Regions from separate parts of the Mus musculus genome. Here regions 1, 2, 4, 5, 6 and 7 are each linked to region 3. A link is a contact called in public HiCAR-type, HiChIP or PLAC-seq and promoter capture Hi-C data. All regions are on one chromosome and are shown on one strand. Each heading gives the region's core, a stretch centred on a gene start, on an enhancer-like site or on the middle of the called end of the contact. The rest is flanking DNA. Distances are from core to core; before and after follow the strand shown. Region 1 overlaps Gm46457 (a long non-coding RNA gene). Region 2 has its middle 21 kb from the start of Dleu7. Region 3 holds the start of Spryd7 (SPRY domain containing 7). Region 4 holds the start of Mipep (mitochondrial intermediate peptidase). Region 5 overlaps Gucy1b2 (guanylate cyclase 1, soluble, beta 2). Region 6 holds the start of Fam124a (family with sequence similarity 124, member A). Region 7 holds the start of Dleu7 (deleted in lymphocytic leukemia, 7).

The links. Promoter capture Hi-C pulls out the DNA fragments that hold promoters and counts their contacts. HiCAR-type assays count read pairs that join an accessible place to other places. HiChIP or PLAC-seq counts read pairs in DNA pulled down with a chosen protein or histone mark.
Region 1: an H3K4me3 HiChIP or PLAC-seq map of stem cell-derived neural progenitor cells shows a contact between it and region 3, with 5 times the contacts expected there. The contact joins the enhancer-like site here to the promoter of Spryd7 in region 3. A contact is called at or near these places in 6 of 39 promoter capture datasets (cranial neural crest, embryonic stem cells, maxillary cranial neural crest and 2 more), 6 of 115 datasets of contacts at active chromatin or transcription factors (embryonic forebrain, embryonic hindbrain, embryonic stem cells and 2 more) and 1 of 9 other capture datasets (liver).
Region 2: an H3K4me3 HiChIP or PLAC-seq map of bone marrow-derived macrophages shows a contact between it and region 3, with 7 times the contacts expected there. The contact joins the enhancer-like site here to the promoter of Spryd7 in region 3. A contact is called at or near these places in 9 of 39 promoter capture datasets (the 3T3-L1 cell line, cranial neural crest, frontonasal cranial neural crest and 6 more), 2 of 484 Hi-C or Micro-C datasets (bone marrow-derived macrophages and nephron progenitors), 5 of 115 datasets of contacts at active chromatin or transcription factors (acute myeloid leukemia, bone marrow-derived macrophages, embryonic basal ganglia and 2 more) and 2 of 9 other capture datasets (adipose tissue and pancreatic islet).
Region 4: a contact with region 3 is called in a promoter capture Hi-C map of pre-B cells, with 4 times the contacts expected there. The contact joins the promoter of Mipep here to the promoter of Spryd7 in region 3. A contact is called at or near these places in 7 of 39 promoter capture datasets (the 3T3-L1 cell line, 3T3-L1-derived adipocytes, the C10 cell line and 3 more).
Region 5: an H3K4me3 HiChIP or PLAC-seq map of forebrain shows a contact between it and region 3, with 6 times the contacts expected there. The contact joins the enhancer-like site here to the promoter of Spryd7 in region 3. A contact is called at or near these places in 2 of 39 promoter capture datasets (cranial neural crest and embryonic stem cells), 1 of 484 Hi-C or Micro-C datasets (cortical neurons) and 6 of 115 datasets of contacts at active chromatin or transcription factors (acute myeloid leukemia, bone marrow-derived macrophages, embryonic basal ganglia and 3 more).
Region 6: a HiCAR-type map of astrocytes shows a contact between it and region 3, with 4 times the contacts expected there. The contact joins the promoter of Fam124a here to the promoter of Spryd7 in region 3. A contact is called at or near these places in 8 of 39 promoter capture datasets (the 3T3-L1 cell line, 3T3-L1-derived adipocytes, cranial neural crest and 4 more), 1 of 484 Hi-C or Micro-C datasets (embryonic stem cells) and 1 of 115 datasets of contacts at active chromatin or transcription factors (astrocytes).
Region 7: a HiCAR-type map of astrocytes shows a contact between it and region 3, with 6 times the contacts expected there. The contact joins the promoter of Dleu7 here to the promoter of Spryd7 in region 3. A contact is called at or near these places in 8 of 39 promoter capture datasets (cranial neural crest, embryonic stem cells, frontonasal cranial neural crest and 3 more), 2 of 484 Hi-C or Micro-C datasets (bone marrow-derived macrophages and nephron progenitors), 12 of 115 datasets of contacts at active chromatin or transcription factors (acute myeloid leukemia, astrocytes, craniofacial prominence and 9 more) and 1 of 9 other capture datasets (liver).

Annotation. Positions count from the first base shown.
Region 1 is chr14:62,388,198-62,391,069 of GRCm38.p6, reverse strand. The region is part of intron 2 of Gm46457 (a long non-coding RNA gene); the gene reads right to left. It also overlaps a transcript of Gucy1b2 not described here. Among named protein-coding and RNA genes, the nearest start is that of Gm46457, 10 kb to the right of the region's middle. Within about 2 kb of position 1,434, at least 91 of the 459 cell types and tissues checked have an H3K27ac peak or open chromatin away from gene starts, as enhancers often do. A contact at or near this core is called in embryonic forebrain, forebrain and stem cell-derived neural progenitor cells, where this site is marked.
Region 2 is chr14:62,270,299-62,273,125 of GRCm38.p6, reverse strand. No RefSeq gene overlaps it. Among named protein-coding and RNA genes, the nearest start is that of Dleu7, 21 kb to the left of the region's middle. Within about 2 kb of position 1,350, at least 8 of the 459 cell types and tissues checked have an H3K27ac peak or open chromatin away from gene starts, as enhancers often do.
Region 3 is chr14:61,555,496-61,558,301 of GRCm38.p6, reverse strand. It overlaps Spryd7 (SPRY domain containing 7), which reads left to right and starts at 1,416. Exons shown (of 5, transcript NM_025697.4): 1 at 1,416-1,781. The coding sequence starts at 1,676.
Region 4 is chr14:60,783,306-60,786,005 of GRCm38.p6, reverse strand. It overlaps Mipep (mitochondrial intermediate peptidase), which reads right to left and starts at 1,440. Exons shown (of 19, transcript NM_027436.3): 1 at 1,136-1,440. The coding sequence starts at 1,318. It overlaps Mipepos (a long non-coding RNA gene), which reads left to right and starts at 1,457. Exons shown (of 3, transcript XR_001781278.2): 1 at 1,457-1,533; 2 at 1,645-1,992.
Region 5 is chr14:62,414,921-62,417,827 of GRCm38.p6, reverse strand. It overlaps Gucy1b2 (guanylate cyclase 1, soluble, beta 2), which reads left to right. Exons shown (of 17, transcript NM_172810.3): 8 at 517-628; 9 at 1,824-1,927. Among named protein-coding and RNA genes, the nearest start is that of Gm35468, 24 kb to the left of the region's middle. Within about 2 kb of position 1,562, at least 57 of the 459 cell types and tissues checked have an H3K27ac peak or open chromatin away from gene starts, as enhancers often do. A contact at or near this core is called in cortical neurons, embryonic basal ganglia, forebrain and 1 more, where this site is marked.
Region 6 is chr14:62,554,381-62,557,110 of GRCm38.p6, reverse strand. Fam124a (family with sequence similarity 124, member A) reads right to left here and starts at 1,374. Exons shown (of 4, transcript NM_001243857.1): 1 at 1,197-1,374. The coding sequence starts at 1,258.
Region 7 is chr14:62,291,713-62,294,412 of GRCm38.p6, reverse strand. Dleu7 (deleted in lymphocytic leukemia, 7) reads left to right here and starts at 1,434. Exons shown (of 2, transcript NM_173419.2): 1 at 1,434-1,885. The coding sequence starts at 1,463.

The DNA.
Region 1 (2,872 bases), core at 185-2,684, 830 kb before region 3:
ACCAAATTGGTCATTTGGTGGGAAGCCTTTTCAGTTAAGTTTGGAAGGAGAAACACCAGAGCCCGGGATCTTGGATTATTTTGTTGCAAGCTTGTTTGGCTGGGGTCACAGTACAATATGCTACTTCATTGAACATTATATTTAGAACTGTCAGAATTGTGCGACAGGTACCATAGTCCAGGCCAAAAACAAGGACAATTTTTGTTCCACATTTATTTTGATTTAAATAATCATTTCCAGCTGTAAAAGAAAGACAATCCTGTGATAGGTACCACCCTGCAGCTGACATTTATTCTATTAAACACTGCTACAGACAATCTCCTGGTATTCGGAAGTGTTTGTTACTTTTCTATTGCTATGTTACTTATGCTACTTCTGTTACTTCTATGAGGCAACTCATAGAAGGAAGGTTTTATTTGTGCTTACAGTTCCAGAGAGCTCAGAGTCCATCACAGTGGGGAAGGTTGACCATTCTCATCCAAACCACCACACTTGGGAAGTTTGGCGAGCTGCTAAAGTGCTTGCTCACAGGGCCTCTAAAACCTCAAAATGCACCTTCACTTGTTCTGGAATCTTCTGTGAATTGAGGCCCTTGGACCCAAGTTAGATGTATTAACTCCTACTGGATCGATTAGCTCATAGAACATCTATGCCCTGGCACACACCATCTGGTGGTCTGTCTCATGGCCAGCAGCAGACCTGGGCTGCCACTCAAATACGAGGCTTGCTCATGAGCAGTGAACACTTGGCTTGGTGGTGACTGTCGGTAGAGCCCTTTTCAGAGTAGAGCATTCCAGGGAACTGCCCTCTACAACTACAGCTTTGCAGGCTCAGTTTACCCCATAACCCTGCCTTGCTCCTGCCCCTCCCCCTCCCTTGCCTCTGCCCCACCTAGCTTCTTCCATTTCAGGGCACCTGGCCCAGGCACGGTCTATCCAGATGGTGGCAGATGGCTGGTCCTCAGACCAATGACTGGCAGACTCATTGGCGTCTAGCCATGGAGGGAGGCGACAGTTTCTAAATAAGTTGAGAAGAGGCCACTGCTTTCTTTACCTTGGGAGCACAGACCTCAAGCCCAAGCTTGTAAAAGCCAGGACCCCAAGGTCCTGAATACCATGGCAATCCTGGATGCTGGAGGCAATGCTTCTGGGCGCTGAGGAGGAGGGGTGTCTACAGCTTTCTCTTTCAGTGGCTCTCTTCTTCCTTAGCTGATGCTTCCCGACACTTCCCTCAGTCTTGGTATCTTAGCCCTCTCCTAGGCTAAGACTTTTTCATTCATCACAGATGCCTGGCTTCCCCGCCCCCCCACCCCCCAATCCCTTCTTAGTCTTTCTTTCACTTTCAAGTTTTCATTGGCTCACAGTTGTGTGAGAAAGAAAGAGTGAGTGATTCACTGGGTTGCCTGGCTGAGGGGTGAGATCACTGCTGCCCCTGCAGAGAGTGGGTGCTGTGTGCTAGCCTGGAGACTGAAGAAAGCAAGCGGAGGACCGCTCTCCCCAGAAGACCATCTGGCTGAGACAGCCGAATGCTAATCTGTAGCTTTCATTTCCTTTATTCCTCTTGGTTTGTTCTCTTCATCTGCAGCTGTACATTCAGACCCAGCCCCTGTGAAGGCAAGCGCTCATTTGGGGAGCATGTTTATTTGCCCCCCCACCCCCCATGCTTCTTCTAGGTGTCGGGAAGCCATTGTTATCAATGGTGGGTTCTATGTGGCTTTAATGTCAGTGCTGCACTTTCAGATGGAAATCAGGCAATTATGTGCCACATAGAGAAACCTGACAGATGCAGAGGTTTTACACAGCTGGCCCTGTCTGTGGGACAAAGGCACCTGGTGCTCCCCCGAGGGATCATTACATAAGTAGAATATGTTTTGAGAGCACAGAAAAACTCAAGAATAATTAACTGTGGGGTGAGCATTCATAGACTCTGGGGCTGTGTTAACTTCAAAATGTGATAATGATATGTCAACCAACTGGCTGAATCATTCTTTAAAGGTGGCTTGAGAGACTCTGTCTCCCAAAGAGAAACTGCTCTGAGTTTCTGCATGGTGCAGTCCGAAAATTTTCAGAGGATTCTGAATTCTTTCCCCTCAGGGGTTCAACTTGATGTGAGGTGAGGAGGAAATGACAGCAGTTCCATGTCTGCATTCAGTGGGGTCTAATGATGGCACTCTCTTAGATCTTAGTGGCCTATCTAAGCCATCAGCATCTACCCAGGAACTTGGGTTCACATATATAGCAGGACCATTGTGGTACCCAGCTGAAGTCCTTTGAGCATTACACAGGTATGGTTTTTAGCCACACTGCGCAGACAGGAAACTGAGGTACAGACCTAGGACTTGGCCTTCAGACCCACCCTACCCCAACTCTGATCTTAGCTCTCAGCCATTGGCTAGAGCCGTCTCTGTGTTGGAAGCAGAGACTGTACTCCTGACACAGCAGCTCCAGTCAGATATGTGCTGTCAAGAACAGAACAGGAGAGACCTAAAGAAAAGTTACAGTGTGATTTTTCACTGGAGACGTCCAGCTATTAAAAGAGACTGAAACATGAAGTCCCAGCTTTAAGTGTTCCAGCATACATTTATAGTTTACCACAGGCTACGGTGTCCCCAGGTCTAGTCAGGGCTCCTGTTGGCTGTGGAGCAAATACTTAGAGGTTTTTTGACCCTTTGACTCCAGCAGACCCTGGAGTCTCCCCCAGATCCCTGAGCTGTGGTTTTAGATTATGCACAGCTGTGGCAGTTTAGAACAGAAAAATATAGGGGATTCTGTAACTCTCAGAAAAAATGATTCTAAAAATACAATATTTGTATTTATCCTTTGAGAATTTCATACATGTATAAAATATGTCTTGGTCATATTCACCCCCCACT
Region 2 (2,827 bases), core at 101-2,600, 710 kb before region 3:
TGTGGTAGAGGGCTGTAGAGGAGCAGAGCTGAGCACCTCCCAGCAGCCAGGCATCAGGCAAAAGAGATGCCTGTGTAGCTGAAGTTAACCTCTTCAGTGGTGTAGCCACAAGCACGCACCTTACCAACCTCCTAGGTGGTGCTCACTCTAACGAAGTTGACATTCCAGCTTAAGCAGCCCACCACCGACAGCTTCCTTCTCACTGAGATTAAAGTTCAAATCCTGCCTCTCTGCCCTGTAACCTACAGCACTCCTAGGCTGAATGCTACCCTCTGTGTTGCCCTCATTTCTTTGGATATAACAGCTACTTTTGGAACTTTTGCACCTATCCTTTACTCTCTAGGTGGCTCTCAGCCACAGTGTCACATCATTAAAATGGATGTCTTGCTCCTTTAATAAAAATAGTATCCTTTGTAGGATTATAGCTCAATGGTATTTTGCTTAGCTAGCATGTGTGAGGCCCTAAGCTCAGTCCCTAGTGTCTCTCTCTCTCTCTCTCTCTCTCTCTCTCTCTCTCTCTCTCTTTCTCTCTCTCTCTCCCTCTCTCTCTCTCACACACACATGTCACTCTCTGATCCATTCCTTCTCCTTCCTTCCTTCCTTCCTTCCTTCTTCCCTCCCTCCCTCCTTCCTTTCTTTTGTAATTTTGCATTGCCCCTATAATGGTGTACTGGCTAGTTTTGTGTCAACTTGACACAGCTGGAGTTACCACAGAGAAAGGAGCTTCAGTTGAGGAAATGCCTCCATGAGATCCCGCTGTAAGGCATCTTCTCAATTAGTGATCAAGGGGGAAAGGCCCATTGTGGGTGGGGCCATCTCTGGGCTGGTAGTCTTGGGTTCTATAAGAGAGCAGGCTGAGCAAGCCAAGGGAGGCAAGCCAGTAAAGAACATCCCTCCATGGCCTCTGCATCAGCTCCTGCTTTCTGACCTGCTTGAGTTCCAGTCCTGACTTCCTTTGGTGATGAACAGCAGTATGGAAGTGTATGCCGAATAAACCCTTTCCTCCCCAACTTGTTTCTTGGTCATGATGTTTGTGCAGGAATAGAAACCTTGACTAAGACAAATGGTTTACATTCATTTTTATATGTGTTGATTATGTTGCTGTAACTAAATGGGGAGGGGGTGGTCTCCAAAGGAGATGTTTATATCCTAATCAAGGGAACCTATGAACAATACCTTAAGGTTGTTGTAATGAGGCTGGGATTATCTGAGTGGGATACTAAATAGCACTTCATGTTCTTATAAGCAAGAAACAGGAAACCATCTAGGTAGGAAAGGAGAAGGTATGCTTATAAAGCTAGAGATTCAAGTGGCAGGCAGACCATAGGTGGTGCCATCCCAGGGCTGGTGTTTCAGGATGTTATCGGAAAGCAGGCTGAGTAAGTCATGGAGAGCAGATCTGTAAGCATCAGGCCACCGTGGAGTGATGGCCATCAGTTCCTGCCTCTAGGTTCCTGCCCTGCTTCAGTTCCTTTCCCGGCTTCCCTCATGCCAGGAATAGTGAGCTGAAATAACCTTTCTCCCCAAGTTGCTTTTGGTGTTTTATCACAGCAATAGAAACTCCGAGACACACAGTTTTTCCTCAAAGTGTATTGGCTCCCTTGACTTAAATGATGGCCTTCAGTGGATAGGAAACCATTCAGACACTTGTGTTAGACAGAATGTTGGATTGCAAGCACCAAATCTTTCCCATCTTAAAATCCCTCTCAACAGTTGGCCCTCTTTCCACTTTTCTTCCCTCTCTAGTGCCAGATCCCCATGCAGTAAATCTATCTGAAATAATGATAAATCCTGAGGATCCATGCGTTTTGAGACACGTGATTCAGCGGAACTCAACCGAGAGGCTGAGCATCACCTGGGGCCTCTTCATGGGGAGTGCAATGTTCCAGACTATGGCTAAATACTCACCACACTCCTGGCTTGCCTTAATCCCATGTCACTTCCTATACAAACGCTCATGTCTGCTTTGTGCTTACAGTCCTAAGTCAGAAGACTCCTCCAAGGCTAAGAAGAAACCTCTCTTGGCACAGAAGTGTCACTAATTCTTTTTCCCTGGCCTTGATGAAAAAATTATAATGGTCCCGGTTTCACCTTCACTTTTGTAAAGATGAATTAGGAAATGTCTGTGGAGCGTAAGGGTATCTGGCAGAGAAACAAATTCCCAGCGAGCCCAGAAACAAGTTGCAGAGAACAGTTTTGGCTTCGATTGGTACGGAGAAGAGATTCTGCAGAGGCCCCTTCCCTCTGCTTTTGTGGATGTAGCTCAGAATGTAACATGAGAGCGTAGAGTACAGCATAAGCTTGGAAAACATGAAAAGAGGGAGGTGAGATGGAGAAGGGGAAGAACACTGAGCAGAGAGAGAGAGACTGGAGAGGGGTAGAAGTACACAGAGAAGGCCGGGACTGTAACCCAAACATGAAGAACACAGTAATGTGGGAGACATGTGTGTTGTAGTTACCACCATCTCATTTTCTGGGATCATCACACAAGCCTGGTTGGTTTTAAACTTGCTCGAAGGAAAAGCATCAAGCTCTGGCTCTCTAATGGCCAGGAAGCCCTGGTGCCACGAGAGCTCTTGGAAAAGCAATCACAGGCAAGCCTCCAACCTGGTTTCAGTCTTCTCTCATCTCTTAATCCTCAGTCTTTTCCCAGCCCCTCTCTGTCTCTTGGAGCGTCTTGCACAGAATTGTAGCCAAGGGCATTCATGGAACTGAATTGCATTATGATTTCCATCTCCGAATATTCTTTTATGCATAAGTAAAATTAACAGATGTTGGTCTCTGGTTCTTTCCCTCACTTTTCACCTATCCCCTGGTTCCCCAGCCC
Region 3 (2,806 bases), core at 167-2,666:
CTAAGTCTCAAAGTAAAAAAAAGCCTTGGATATCTCCCTTAGTATCATAATATTTATTTATGTATTTGTTTATATTTTATGTGCATTGGTGTTTGAGGATGTCAGATCCCCTGGAACTGGAGTTGCAGACAGTTGTTGTGAGCTGCCATGTGGTTGCTGGGCATTGAACCCAGGACCTCTGGAAGAATAGCCAGTGCTCTTAACTGCTGAGCCATCTCTCCAGCCCTAAAAATATTTTTATAAATAGAAGAAACCAAAGTCTGAAATTTTTCCCTCATCCTATGGCTAAAAATCTCAATAAAGTATATTTACACTCAGGTGACTAAAAGGTTATGTATGGGAAACCATTACTAAAGAATTGGGAATTTTTGTTCAGTTTTCCAGGATTTGATGAAGACCCAGAAAACTTCCAGGGTGGGAATCTTATCTTGGAAGAGAGGTTTGAGCCAGATTCTGTTGGGACACCATGGGGTGTGAGGGATAACGACAGACAGATAACAAGTGACCCCCACTGGGGCCTTCCTTCGATATGGTAATAGGAAGCAGCAGACCCCCGTAAGAGCTGAGTTTCTCTTCACCCTCTCTCAGGGCATTCCCTTCACATTTCTAGGAACCATTGGTGCACCAGAAAGCTGAGTAAGACTGTCTGATCGGAAAGCAAGCCTGAAGACCTGAGTTCGATTCCCGGATCTCCAAGGTAGGGGGAAGAAAACCTATTTCTGAGAGTTGTCTTCAGACCTTGCCGTGGCACGAGAGCGCCTGAACGCACGTCCTGAGCACGAATATACAATAATGACTTTTTAAAAAGTCGTCTTTCGGCCCTGTCCCGACCCCTTCCCGTAGTCCCCTCATAAGGGTGACTGCTTGCAAGTCCTGGGTCCACGCAGCAATCAACCCAATGATAAACGCCGGTGCATGGAAAATGCGAAGAGCCTCGCCGCACACCCAAAGACCGGGTCCTCGGAGTCTGCGTGGCAGGATGCGGAGAGCCGGAGAGTTCCGACGGAAAACTCCCGGGCGTTTTATTAGCTCCATGCCCAAAGGAGGTCTGCCGATCCCTAAAAATCACTGCGGAGCCGCCCCAGGCAGCTACCAGTAGCGCGCCGACACAGCACGGAGCTACTACGGAGGCTGAGGCGGTCAGGGCTGGAGTTCCAGACCCTATAAACAGCACAGAAGGCCCTGTCAAACCAGCAACAACCACAGCCGCAGGGAATCCCGACGACTCTCAGCTCCACCATTCACCTGCCAGCCACAGGGCCTAGGGGAGGACGCCGCAGCACGCCTGCGCACGCCGCCACGCCCACCCCATGTCAGTCAGGCCACTGGCCACGCCCACTTTCAGAAACCCGGACCTTTTCCCCAACTCCGCCCTCTTCCAGGCGTCAGGCCACTGGCCCCGCCCTCTTTCAGTCAGTCAAGCCCGGGCCCCTGCTCGGCTCTCTACAGCGCCCTGCCCACCCGCCACACCCTCTTTGACTTGGGCTGGCCGCTGGCCCCGCCCACCTCCCGACACCGCCCCGCCCCTCCGGGCGGTCCTCGCTCCTTCGCCGGGGGACCTCGCCTCAGTCTCCGCTTCGCCTCCCGGCCCTGGCGTCGCTGTGCGGGCTGCGAGGCTCCCGCGACCCAGAAGCACTCGGGCGCGGGCGGAGCGGTGGGGCTGTGTAGCTACGCCATGGCCGCGTCGGCGTGGTGCTGCCTGCGCTGCTGCAGGGACGGCGGGACTGGCCACATTCCTCTCAAGGAGATGCCGGCCGTACAGTTGGACACGCAGCACATGGGTAAGGGCCTCCCGACTGGACCCAACCGCCCACCGAGGGCCGAGGGAAATGGGGCGGGGACCACGTGACCACGCAGCCCCCTGTGGCCTCTCTGGCCTCGGTCATCGGGCATGGGCTGTGCCAGCCTCCCAGGGCTGAATCTCTCAGAGAGGAGTCAGGTGTTCCCAGGTGAGGAAGCGGGGGCGCTCGCCCGCCCGCCCGCCATCAGTGCCCGGGTGTCGAGTGTCACCTAGTGTTTGCTGAGTCCTGTCTTCAGCACTATCAAATATAGGCTGAAGCTTGTTCTGGGGGAGTAATTTTCCCCTCACTTCCTGAAGCCCAAACAGGGCCGGTTGCAGAAGCCTGGAGTAGAGCCTCAGGTCGTAACAAGCCACTTCCACTAAAATCTCCATTGCTGGACACCTTAGTCACTGTTGGGAACGCTGTAATTTTATCTGACTCTCGCCATCGGGCCAAGCGATTGCAAAATAGAACAGTGCTCCTTCTCATCCATTTTTTTCCAGTTCCCAATGGCTTTATAATTAATTTAATAATAATTTCTCATCCAACATTCCCCCCCCCCTGTAGCATCTTTTTCTACATAGGATTACTTCAGTTCTTAGACCCTTTCCAAGCTTCTGGAATATTATCCAGGCAGATTTCCCAGAATAATTATTTCAGTTAGAGTGCTGTCTTTTTGTGTATTATTACAATAAACTAATGCATTTTTTGATTTCCCCAAATACCTCATTGTCTAAAAGACTGTATTTAAGTAACACAAGCATTCTTAATATCTACAACAAAACTCTTTTCTGCCCAGATAATCTACAAGTCTGGAAACATTGCCCATTATATTTTCTATTGCAGTACTATACGCAGTCGTCGTTTACTATGGTGTACAGTGCCACCACAAATTTACAGTCTCTAGTACAGAATTTCAGTACTAAATACCTTTAAGCCCCTATCCATCACTATAGACAGTGGATGTTCAGATCTTGTACTTTCTCTCAGGAAACATTTCTATTTAATTTATTCACTCAATGAAT
Region 4 (2,700 bases), core at 191-2,690, 770 kb after region 3:
ATTCAGTCCAATAGCAAAACCAAGAGAGACTCCACCTCCAAAAGGTTGAAGGTTACAGATCCGGAAAGGCTGTCCTCTGGCCTGCGCCTTCCAGACCTGCATGCATTCACACACACACACACACACACACACACACACACTAAACAATGGTTTAAAATACAGGTGAAATCAGTTCTATTTCATCCACCCAAAACCAAGCTTATCTTTCTGCTAAAAGGCACTTCCAACACCAACTCCACTAATACCAGCATCATCGACCTTTATGGGTTTTGGAGGAAAATTTATATAATAAGAAAGAACTTTCAAATAGACAAAGTTAAACACAGAGATATGCCATGAAGTACAATGAAGCTATATCCCAGACTTGTCTTTAGAAAGCTGCCCAACAGTGAAAAGATAAAAAAATAAAAAAACACTTTTAGAACCCACCTGGGGGTTCATATATCAGATGTTTATAATTCATAACAGTAGCACAATTAGTTGTGAAATAGCAACAAAATAATCTTATGGTTTGAGGTCACCGCATCGGGAGGAACTGTATTAAAGAGTCACAGCATTAGAAGGGTTGAAAAATCATTGTTTTAGGACAAAAATCTTTCCTCAGTCTTCCTGCCTTTTCCTCATTCATTATCAAGTGTCCAACACCACCAAGGGCAGAGTAGAAATAGCCAAGCAATTCTGATGACTTCGTAGGCTATGCAATAAACTACAAAGCACGACAGGAAATCTGATTTTTCTCAGTAGGGTTCTGTAGGTGCTTTCTGTTTTACCGCCGGTTCTTAAGCAACTCAGGCTAGTCTCAAAGTCAGTTCGGAGCCCAAAGGACTGTCTTTTGTACCCTCTTGCCTCTACCTATCAAGACTGTCTTACAAGAGCCACTATGCCTAGTTTAACAGGTTGTTTCAGAGCAGCCTGAAGTGGACAATTAAGGTGTGATGGAGTTTTCAAAGCAAGAGTGTCGTTACAAAGCCAAGGGCAAATGTGAACTCTGAAGCCAGAAGGAAAAGAATGGAGCTTGAGTAGAGGAAAGGCTGAGTTGCCGCTGGGTCAGCCGCTCCGGGGTGCGCTTATCCCGGCACAGTCCCTTTTCAGCCAGACGCGGAGCCCGCGCTGCCCAGACCCACGGCACGCTCACCCGGCGCTCCCCCAACAGGTTCCATAGGTGGCTCTGGGGCTTGACGTTGAAGGCGGCGCCCACCGGGGACCAGCTAGTACTGACGTCCCGGGCGCAGCTCCGGCCTGTGCGTCCCTGCAGAGCCGCCGCGGCTCCCCGGCCGCACAGCCGGCGGGCGTACCGTGCCCCGGCCGCCAGCAGCATCCTCCGGACCCCGGCTCTGCCAGGCTCGGGAAGCGCGCGCCCCGCGTTTCCAAGGCAGCAGCCCACGCCGCGGAACTCGCAGGGCAGACCCGGACTTGAGCACGCTAACAATCGTTAGGAAGAGCGTCGCCCTCCACGCCTTCTGAGCAGCTCCAGTTTCGTAGCGCCCTCGTGTGTCTGGAGGAAGAAACGTCCTGGATTTGAGTTTGACAGTGGTACTAGGGCACAGGGAGAAGGAAGTCGGGTCAGGCATTGGAACTTTTTACAGGTGCCAGGAATGAATGTGAGAACTCAAGATGCTTTCTTGATGCTTTCTTGATTCTCAGAGGAGACTCAATGGCGGCGCGTGAAAGGATCCAGAAGAAACCACAAGCAGTCGAAATCCAAGGCACCTGTCTTCTCCAAAAGTTGTTGAAGTCACTTCCATGTCTGCATGCCCACCAGCTATGGTTGTGTATAGCCATGTGAATTAACTATTGGAGAATTATCATCTATTTTGACTTTGGAAACTATTGATACGGTCTAAGGGTTTTGGAATGATATAGTCTAGGAGTCTTGGTCAGGTTTGTTGTTTCTGCCAGCCGAAGAATTAAAAGGCAGGAAAAATCTGAAGACCAGCATGGAGCAGCAGAGAAATCTTAAGCATCGTGGACAGAATTAGGAGTAGAAGGAAGGTGAGTGAGGTGTGTGTTTCCTGCAACAGGCACACAGAAAAAGACTCTCTGCAAAGGGGACTCAGAAAGCTGGAGAGAGAGAAAAAGAGGGAGAGAGAGAGAGAGAGACTCCTCTCAGGGGCTGGGTTTATTATTATTATTATTATTATTATTATTATTATTATTATTTTAAGCCTCTGCAGAGCCTTCTGCTCCTAATTTAGGGCTGGAGAGTTTGAAGAAATCTAGGGTGGTTGGTTGGCCCAGAACTGTTGTGTGACATGTCCTGACCCAGTCTTGACTTCATTGAGCAGGTCCATCAGCAATGGGGTCTGGTGGTGGGAGAGGAAAACGGTAGGTTGAGGAAGAAGCTGGGCATCTTGGAGATTCACCACCATCATCACCTAGCCATGGTCCCCCCCCCCCTTTCTCTCTGCCTGCCCACCAGGGAGTCGATCTAACTCCCAGTGTCTCATCACGATAGTCTAAAATCTAAATCAGTACAGACAGGACTAATGTGAAATGTCCTACTGCGAAAATGAAAGGAAGGCAGAGGCTGGGAGGGAGGGCATTGGGAAATTGTGGTCGAGTGCCCGGGAAAGTAGAAATGACAGTGCAGACTTGGGAAAGCTTGGGGAAGTCTTTCTACACCCCTAGCCTTCTCCAGAGGAAGGACAGCCACACCACCGTGGTTCAGGGTGTAGGGTCCTGCCGGAAGCAGAGCTTTCT
Region 5 (2,907 bases), core at 313-2,812, 860 kb before region 3:
TTCATGGTCCACTAAGAGCCATGCACTTTCTGTCTAGGGAGAGGCATCTCCTGTGGCGAGAGGACGCTCATTTTGTGTGTGAACATCTTCCCTCTGCCAAATGTTCCTTGTCATACTTAACTAGCCCACGCCTGTGCATCTTTAGTTGCTACAAATCTTTTGCTGCTGTAAAGGAAGGCTGAGGAAAGCATCCTTCCAACTGCTTTCTCCACATTTCCTAGTTAACCCTGGGACATAGTCTCAGAGCAACACATAGGAAAGCATGAGCATCTAAGGATTCCCTGGAGATCTTGAAAAAAAAATATCTAGCTGCCTTTTGTAGAAAGACGGAGTTGATGAGTACACCTGAGAGCTCCAGGTTCTTGATTAGAAGTGACCTTGTAAGCACACACACTATCCGTTCAGCCACCATCATGCTTCCGTATATAAAGATGGGCTCAGCAGCAGCAGCAGGAGGGCTTGTTCATCTCCAGTCCTGTGACCAGGTACCTGTGCTTCATCTCCTTCCCTCTGCAGTCTCTTCAGGGAACACTCCTTAGGAAGAAGGAGAGGTATTTAAGCATCCCTGTTTGCCCTGGGGAGAAATCTCACTCAGCTGTTGTGAGGGCATCAGTCCTGCTTGGAAAAGGTAGGTGTGCTGTTCTGCTGGCTTCAACTCTTAGATCAGGACAACTGCCTGCTTTGCAGGGGAGGAGCCCCATACACAAATAGGGCAAAGCTTCCTGCAATTTCAAAGCCCCTGATTCCCGCAGAGCTTGGCTTTGGCATCTGTGGTCTTAACTTTAAATATCAGCTTCCAACTTGCCACAAATCAGCTCTTTTGTTTGTGCTGGGTGACATGGAGACACTGTCATCTCTGTAATCAGGAAAGCCACTAGCTTGGACTCAGTCCCAGATCCTGACTGTGGTGAAGAGACTGGGCACAGACATACTAGCCACAGTGAATTCTGCATTGCTTCTGGACCCAGACCTTGACTGGGATGTGTTTCTGGACTGGAAATCAGTGGCTAACCACAGCTAGCCAGCAGTACAAGGGACAGAGGGCAAGAACCAAGAAAGTGCATTTCTGTCTCTGTGACATGAGACAATGCAATCCCTTCCAGCTTTCCATTTACAAAGTAAAGGTGGTAAGGTCATCACAGCAGGTCTTTGGGCACTGAGCTGACCTGCCAGCCAGCACCTAACTCAAGTCTGAATCAGAGCTCTGACCCCAGTGGAGGAAGGGAGCTAGATGCTCCTTGTCATGGCCTGGTAGGTCAAATGACAGGCATCTGGGTGAAGGTCTGCAGGGCTCAAAGAGCTGCATTCTGAGTCCTTCAAGCTGTAGCAAACACAACTGACATCCTTTGTCTAGGAGATTTTCATATCAAAAAGGTTCCATTGAGAATCTGCAACCCCTGCCAAATGGGACTGTTGGTTAAATTTTCACGTGCCACCCTAAACTGTCAGTCTATAAAGCTCCATGGCAAATGTCCCTGATGCTGGGCCCGACACACACTCGCTCCTCTTCTGGCTCATTGTCCGCTTGTCACCGTCTCAATGCCAGCTCTGTTTTCATGGTGAGACAGACTCAATTGGCCCAGAAACTAACTCTTCAGCAGCAGGCAGAAACTTGGCAGGGGGCAGGAGGGCTTCTCAACCTGGTCGCAAATTTTCTGTTTGTTTTAATTTGGACAATAATTGCAGTGGCCATCTGGAGAAGCTGAGGGAGCCTGTGCTAAAGAGTGGGAATCACACTCAGCCTGTGACACACTTAAGATTCTAACCCTGTCTGAGCAGCTCTGTGAGGGCCGCTCATTAGGGCTTTCTTTCTCTGTGTCCAGGGCCCCTTGGGGACACCTTCCAGCCTGTCTTTCCTGAGAGACTGTGGATTGAAGAGGAGGTGTTCTGCAATGCTTTTCCTTTCCACGTTGTCTTTGACGAAGCAGTAAGAGACCCTTTCACTCAGAAGCTTGGGATAGGGCGTAAATCAGGGTTGGAGAGTCCAGTTCACCACCATTACAGCTGTAAGGTCTTAGATCCCTGAGTTCACAGGGCTCAAGAGACTAGACTCTGCCCTGGAGGGTCTCCTGACGTTCCTTTATGTTATAGGCTCGTCTGGAATTCATGATCTTCTTAAGGTAAACATAGCAAGGGAGTTGAACCAGCGAACAAATGGGAAAGCTTATGATCAGAAAGAAAAGCTGGAGGAAGACTTTAAAATTCACTCCAGAAAGACACACCAAGACTGCAGCCTATACCCATGGTCGTAAAAGTGACCTGCCACCCCCTGTGACTGCAGCAGACCCGCAATCCCATCCTGCTTCATTTCCTGCGTCTTAGTAGAGCGTTATGCTGTGTTCTGGGGGGTGGGGAGGGTGGGAGTGGGGTGGAGGTGGCTGTGAGAATGAGCATTTAAATTTGATTGCTATCAGTTTCCCAGGATAAAAATATCTTTCTTTTTCTTGAGCTTGCATGTGACAGCTCACATCCGTAATCCTAGCACTCAGGAGGCTGAGGCAAGAGTTAAGTTCACAATCAGCATGGGCTACGTAGCGAGTGACAAAGCAAACCATATGTAGATATAGATGATGTAGACACAGGAACTGAGCTGACTTTAAAAATTTTTTTACCTAAAGGGCATGTAGGCAAAAATGAATTTAGTCAAAAGTGCCAGGTCAGCCACTATGAATATCTCTAGTGTTTATTGGAACTCATCTGCATGCCACTGCCAGCTGACTACAGCATGAACACTAACGACGACATGCACTTACCTAAGGACAGTATCTTCCCTCAGAGAAGTGATGGTATTACAGCGGTAAATACACACCCCTAGGCAGAATTATAAGTCAATGAATGCCAGCAATTCTTCAGAGCCACAAGGTTACTATTACTTGTGCCATTAATGTTCTCAATCCAACCTGCTCT
Region 6 (2,730 bases), core at 125-2,624, 1.0 Mb before region 3:
GAGCCAAAGATGGTCAACTAAAGTTGATACATAATGGCAGTGTGAGTTAGTGAAAGAATCCTTGTCTATTGTACTTAGGTTGGAACTCCAGCACCAAAATATCAGGAAATAAACTAAGTTGACAACTGTACACCAACAGAATTGAAGCAAAAGCAATGGTGGGCAGGGGTGGGGACATCAAATCAAGTTACTCCTCTGTCACGGTTACCATGGTTGGGTAACAAGAGAAAGCCTGCTGTGTAGGGAAGAATGACAGTCCAGATTTAGGGTTGGGCTGGTGGAGAAGGCTGCAAGGAGGGGTGGGGTTGGGAGGCAGGACGAGCTTGAGGGACGCTTTCGTGGGTTAGGTCAGAACATAGGTCCATTCTGGAACTGGCCTCCCTCCCTGTTCTCAGTAGATTGCCAAATCCTAATATTAGTTTGAAACCTCTCCACCTTCCAGGAATTCCGAGGTCTTCTGTAGCCTGGGTAGCCCCTGACCTCTAGCAGGACTTCTCTAGATAGGAAAAGACACACGTTCCTACTGGGGTAGCACTTGTATCCTGGCTGTGGTGCTGACTGTGCACAGGAAAATCCTCTAGATATGGGCTGGGTGGAGACCATCACGGGACATTGGTTTCTGAAAATGCATTCCGTCTTTTGTCCTACTCAGGAAAACTGCTGTTGGGAGAGGACTAATTAGCCTCCAAAGGTTGGAGCTAATTACTGAGTCCATTGAAGCACACAAGACCCCATCACAGCATCCTGTGGGTACTCCAGGCTGGCGGGGTGGAGAGGCCGCTCAGCAGCACAGTATAAGTGAGATATGAAGTCCTCCTAGCCGGCTTCGGAGTCTTTTTCCTGTGCTGGTGTCCCACCCTCTCCACCTGCTTTCCTCCTCAGCAGCCTGGGGCTCCAAAGCTATCAGAGTTGCCTGGCTGGAACAAGTGCAGGCGCATCTCTAGGTGAAGGGGGATAGTGGCTGAACCTGGCACCGTGGGGCCACAGGGCTGCGAGGAACGACGCTGAACCTCGGGTCCCATCACCTAGCAGCCCGGGGTGGGGTTCTTCTCGCCCCTTCCCACCCTGACCCAGGCAACCACAGACCATGCCGCTGGCTCGCAGATACTGCACCCCAACCCCAGGACTGCCTCCCCAGCTCGGGCTCCCGAGCGCAAGTACTGAGCTCCCGCCCCGCCCGGCTGGGCTCAGCTCACCCTCCGGTCTCGGCGCCAGAGTCCACGCAGTCCTCTTCCTCACCGCCCGCCTTCGGGTTCATGGCGCGCGTGCCGTCCGCGCTCCCTCGGCCCCGGGGACCCTCCGAGAGCCTCGTCTCCGGCCTCCGCAACAACCCGGCCCCGCGAGGAAGCCGCTCGCCGCGCCCTCTCGCGGCCGCGCCCTCCCCGCCCTCCGCTCGGCGCTGCGCGGGCGCGCCGGGTGCCACCAGGCGAGGATCCGAGCGGGTGCACGGGATGCGCGCGTGTGCACGAGCGCGAGCGTGAGTGCGGGAGGTGCCGGGGGATGGACTCTCTCCATGAGCGAGGAGTGCAGTGGGCGTGGAGTGCAGTGGGCGTGCAGTATTTATCTTGCAACCCGCCTGGTGCATGCCAGCGCTGTGCGTTCTATAGTGACTGGTGCGGGCCCCATGTATGGAGTCTAGTAGCAAAGCTGCCCTCCCCTGGGTCCACAGTAAAGAGTCTGGAGTCCCCGGGCTTGCCCAGAGATTTTTTTCAGCCCCATTCTGCGAGCAGTACTGGGAAACACCCACCAGCGCAACCAGGGCAGAGTGTGATATCGCCATTTGAGGACCAGTTAAAACACGTGGGTGTTTCTCAGAACTGCAGACGTTGAATTCATTATCGCCTTGCTCACTGACCCAACTTGCTAGAGAATGTATTCTTTTGTTATCTATCTTAAAATAACACGAAGAGTCCTGGGTGTGCTTCCATTCAAAGGGGTCTGGCAGCAAGAGGGTGATGGACATTGACGTTGTTAAACCCAGCCATCCCTTAGGATGGGTTAATAATTGAAGTAGCAGGAAGTCATTTTTCCACTCTAGCCAGTGAGGCAACTTGGGAGCGGCGGCGGTGGTGGGGTAAGAACAACTTAGACTTAATTCTGGTGGTGTTGTCATTAGAAGCAGTGGAAGGCACTTAAGTGTATGTCGTATTCGCTTTTGTAGGGTAGTGCTGAAGACGCAACCTTGAGCATGTTCTGCCAACCAGCTATGACCCTGTCATCTTTTCTTTTCAGACAAGTTATTTAACCTCCTGGAGCCTTAATTTTTTCGCATATTGGGCTACTGCTATCTTCTCTGTCTGTTGTGAGTTACAAGAGATCACGTCTGTGATCGTCCCTGAACCTCCATTTTGAGTTACAAGAGATCATGTCTGTAAAACAGTTTGCGTGTGAGTTCTGCTACATGCCAAGTACTGGTTACGGGAGCTGTCAGTGTCCCAGGTGAAGGCTAGCTACCTGCATGCCCTCTCAACTGGCACAGCGGTGTCACTTCTGTGTGACAAGCTGTGAAGAACAATCCTCTTCCTTCCTTCCTTCCTTCCTTCCTTCCTTCCTTCCTTCCTTCCTTCCTTCCTTCCTTCCCTCCCTCCCTCCCTCCCTCCCTCCCTCCCTCCCTCTCTCTCTCTCTCTCCCTCTCTCTCTCCTGCTCTTCCCACTTTACATATTTGTCATTGCTTTCGGACTCTAATTTTAAACACATTACACAAAAGAGAAGGGCAGTAGACAAAAGCA
Region 7 (2,700 bases), core at 185-2,684, 740 kb before region 3:
CAATTGGAAGAATTTCTGTATTTCTGCATATGAACTTAAGTAACTTTATGGCAAGATAAATGAATCAGTATTAAGCTGCTTCTCTCCAAAGTCATTTTCTCTGTGGCTTCACAGACTAGCATTTTTACCTGGATATAATTTGCATGTACACGCTTGTTTTGCTTACGAAAACTTCTTTATTGATTCAGATTGGTTTTCAGAGGGGAAGAAAACACTGAGAATCCTAAGAACCACTGCTGGGGAGTCGGGAGGATTACTCAGGGTCAACTCCCCTAGTCAACAAGGGCCCCCATAGCCCTTACTGATCACCTTTCTGTACTGACAAGACCACCCCAGTGGCATTTCCATCCAGAGAGCTTCCAGAACTGACCCCACAAGACACACCCTCCATCTGCCTGCCCCTCTAGTTTCCCCATGAGTCCTCTCTCCTGGCGCTGTGCCCTTGTCTCTGCTGTGCTGCATCACTGGATTCTCCAAGTTTTCCTTGCAAAAAGTAAGCAGAAAAAGATACTGTCTGTGATAGCTCTCCTCACTATTCCCTTCAAATGCCTTCAAAAGCAAGCAAGCAAACAACACAAAACCTACCAAACAAAACAAAACCCACCGATAGCTGCCCTTTAGAAAGATTAAAATCATCCATTCTTTCCCTCTACTTAAAGGAGACAGCCATGTTTGATGTAATTAAAAATAGGTATTTGTGCAGCTCTCCTGAGGTTCCTGCTCCATCAAAGGATTGACTTTGGACCTTGCTACCAGAGGCCTTCCACACAAAACGGTCAAGCTCCTCATCTGAGCAGTGCCAGGCTTGGGTTTCATGACAACTCAACCTTGATGTCATTTCTGCATCTGGGATATCAGTACCCGTAGGGAACTAAGCAACCAGGGCTGAACTTTGGAGATACTTTGGTAGTCCATATATTTTGTTTGGGGATTTGCAAGGCCTTGAAAGCTATTTCAAGGTGTTTCTGAAAATGCTCTCAGGGAAATGAGAAGAGCCCACCACTGTCCTTTGTGAGATTGGTTGGAGCTCTGGGCATGCTTAATGACTTGCTGAGGTTTTAACACTACAGACCCATGGGCCTTCACTGCCTTAAGCCGTTCTTTGCTGGCATCCTTCATGGAGGAAGGGGGCGGGGTATCTGGGGATAGATACATCCGCACAAAGCAGCGTTTCCCCACCAAAGCCCTGAGAGGCGGAAGAACCAGAGCTCAGCATCTGGCTCAGGTTCAAGCGCTCACCGAGCAGGCTCCAGGCAGCTTTGGGTCATTTTGAGCCCATTCTGCCTGGCAGTGAATGCAGGGGCAAGTGCGGGTCACCACCTGCGGGCCGGGGGCGGGGCGGGCCACACACGCTGAGGGAAAAGCATAGAGTTAGAAAAAATGTGACCCCGCGACCCCGAACGCCGCCAGGCTCCTTTGCCTGCGCTCCACCTGCTCGTCAGCGCCCAGCTGCTAGCCGGCTATGGCCAGCCCTGCGCCCTTAGTGGCTTCCATCAGCCACCAAATGGTGGCTCTGCAGACCCTGCAGCTACTACAGCAGGAGTGGGGCTGGGGCGACGGTCCTAGCGCCCCAGGGAGCCCGCGCGGCCCGGACCACGTGCCCATCGCCCAGGCTCGTCGCCCAGGCCAGCTGCGGACCCGGAGGGGGCTGGGACGCGGGAGCATCGGAGCGCGGGGATCCCCCGAGGCAGGCGGGCTGCGGGGCGCAGAGGGGGGCGCCGAGCTGCTGCCTTTCCCCCGGGACCGCGGGCCCTGTACCTTGGCGCGGATGGCGATGCGCAGCGCTCTGGCTCGGGTGGTGGACTCGACCTCGGAGCTGGTCAGCGTAGAGCAGACTCTGCTTGGGCCTCTCCAGCAGGAGCGGCCCTTCCCTGTCCACCTGAAGGTGAGTCTCCCTGCCTTCCTCTCTGGGTTGCAGTGCCTGGATGAAGTGAATTGGGCCACTGGAGTCCAAGCAGGGTGTGGTCAACCTGCTGTGAGCGGAGAAGTGGATGGGGCAAAGGAAGAAGCGCACTGAGGACTGAGCATGTGGGACAGAGAACTTGAGAACTAATTACCTGGGGTCTGCCAAACCGTGGAACTAGACCTGGACCTCTGTGTGTGTGTGTGTGTGTGTGTGTGTGTGTGTGTGTGTGTGAGTGCGCGCGGGGGGGAGGAGGGGGGCTCGGGGGGAGGGGCAGAAGTCTGTGCATCAAGTGTGGTGTGGAGGGGAAAACCTTGTCAAGACCCACCTGTCACAGGAGTCATTTTTCTACCTGTGGAAATCAGCTTCTCCTCCAACCTTACGGTCTTCCTTTAAAGCGTTGAATACATCCCAAGTCCCCGGCTTCATGTATTATGACAACATCGTGTACTTTTAAAGTTGCTTCACACCTGTGAATCACAATTCTTTTGCATGACTCCAGTTCTCCACAGAGCACAGAGACCCAACAGAATCAACTCAAATCCTCATAAAGTGGGCTGGGGGCAGGTGGTCCCAGATGTTGACAACCTTGCTAATAGTACCAGACTCCTGCTGGACCAGCCAGCTTGTATGTATGCGGCAGAACTGGGAAGAGACCTGAGGTAGGTTAGGAGGCTAGGGTTTTGGGGTCCAGTCTTGACCTTGCCATTAACTAATGTAATAATTGACTGTGCTAGTTAGATTTTATTGACTTGATACAGCTAGAGTCATCAAAGAAGAGAAAACTTTAATTTTTA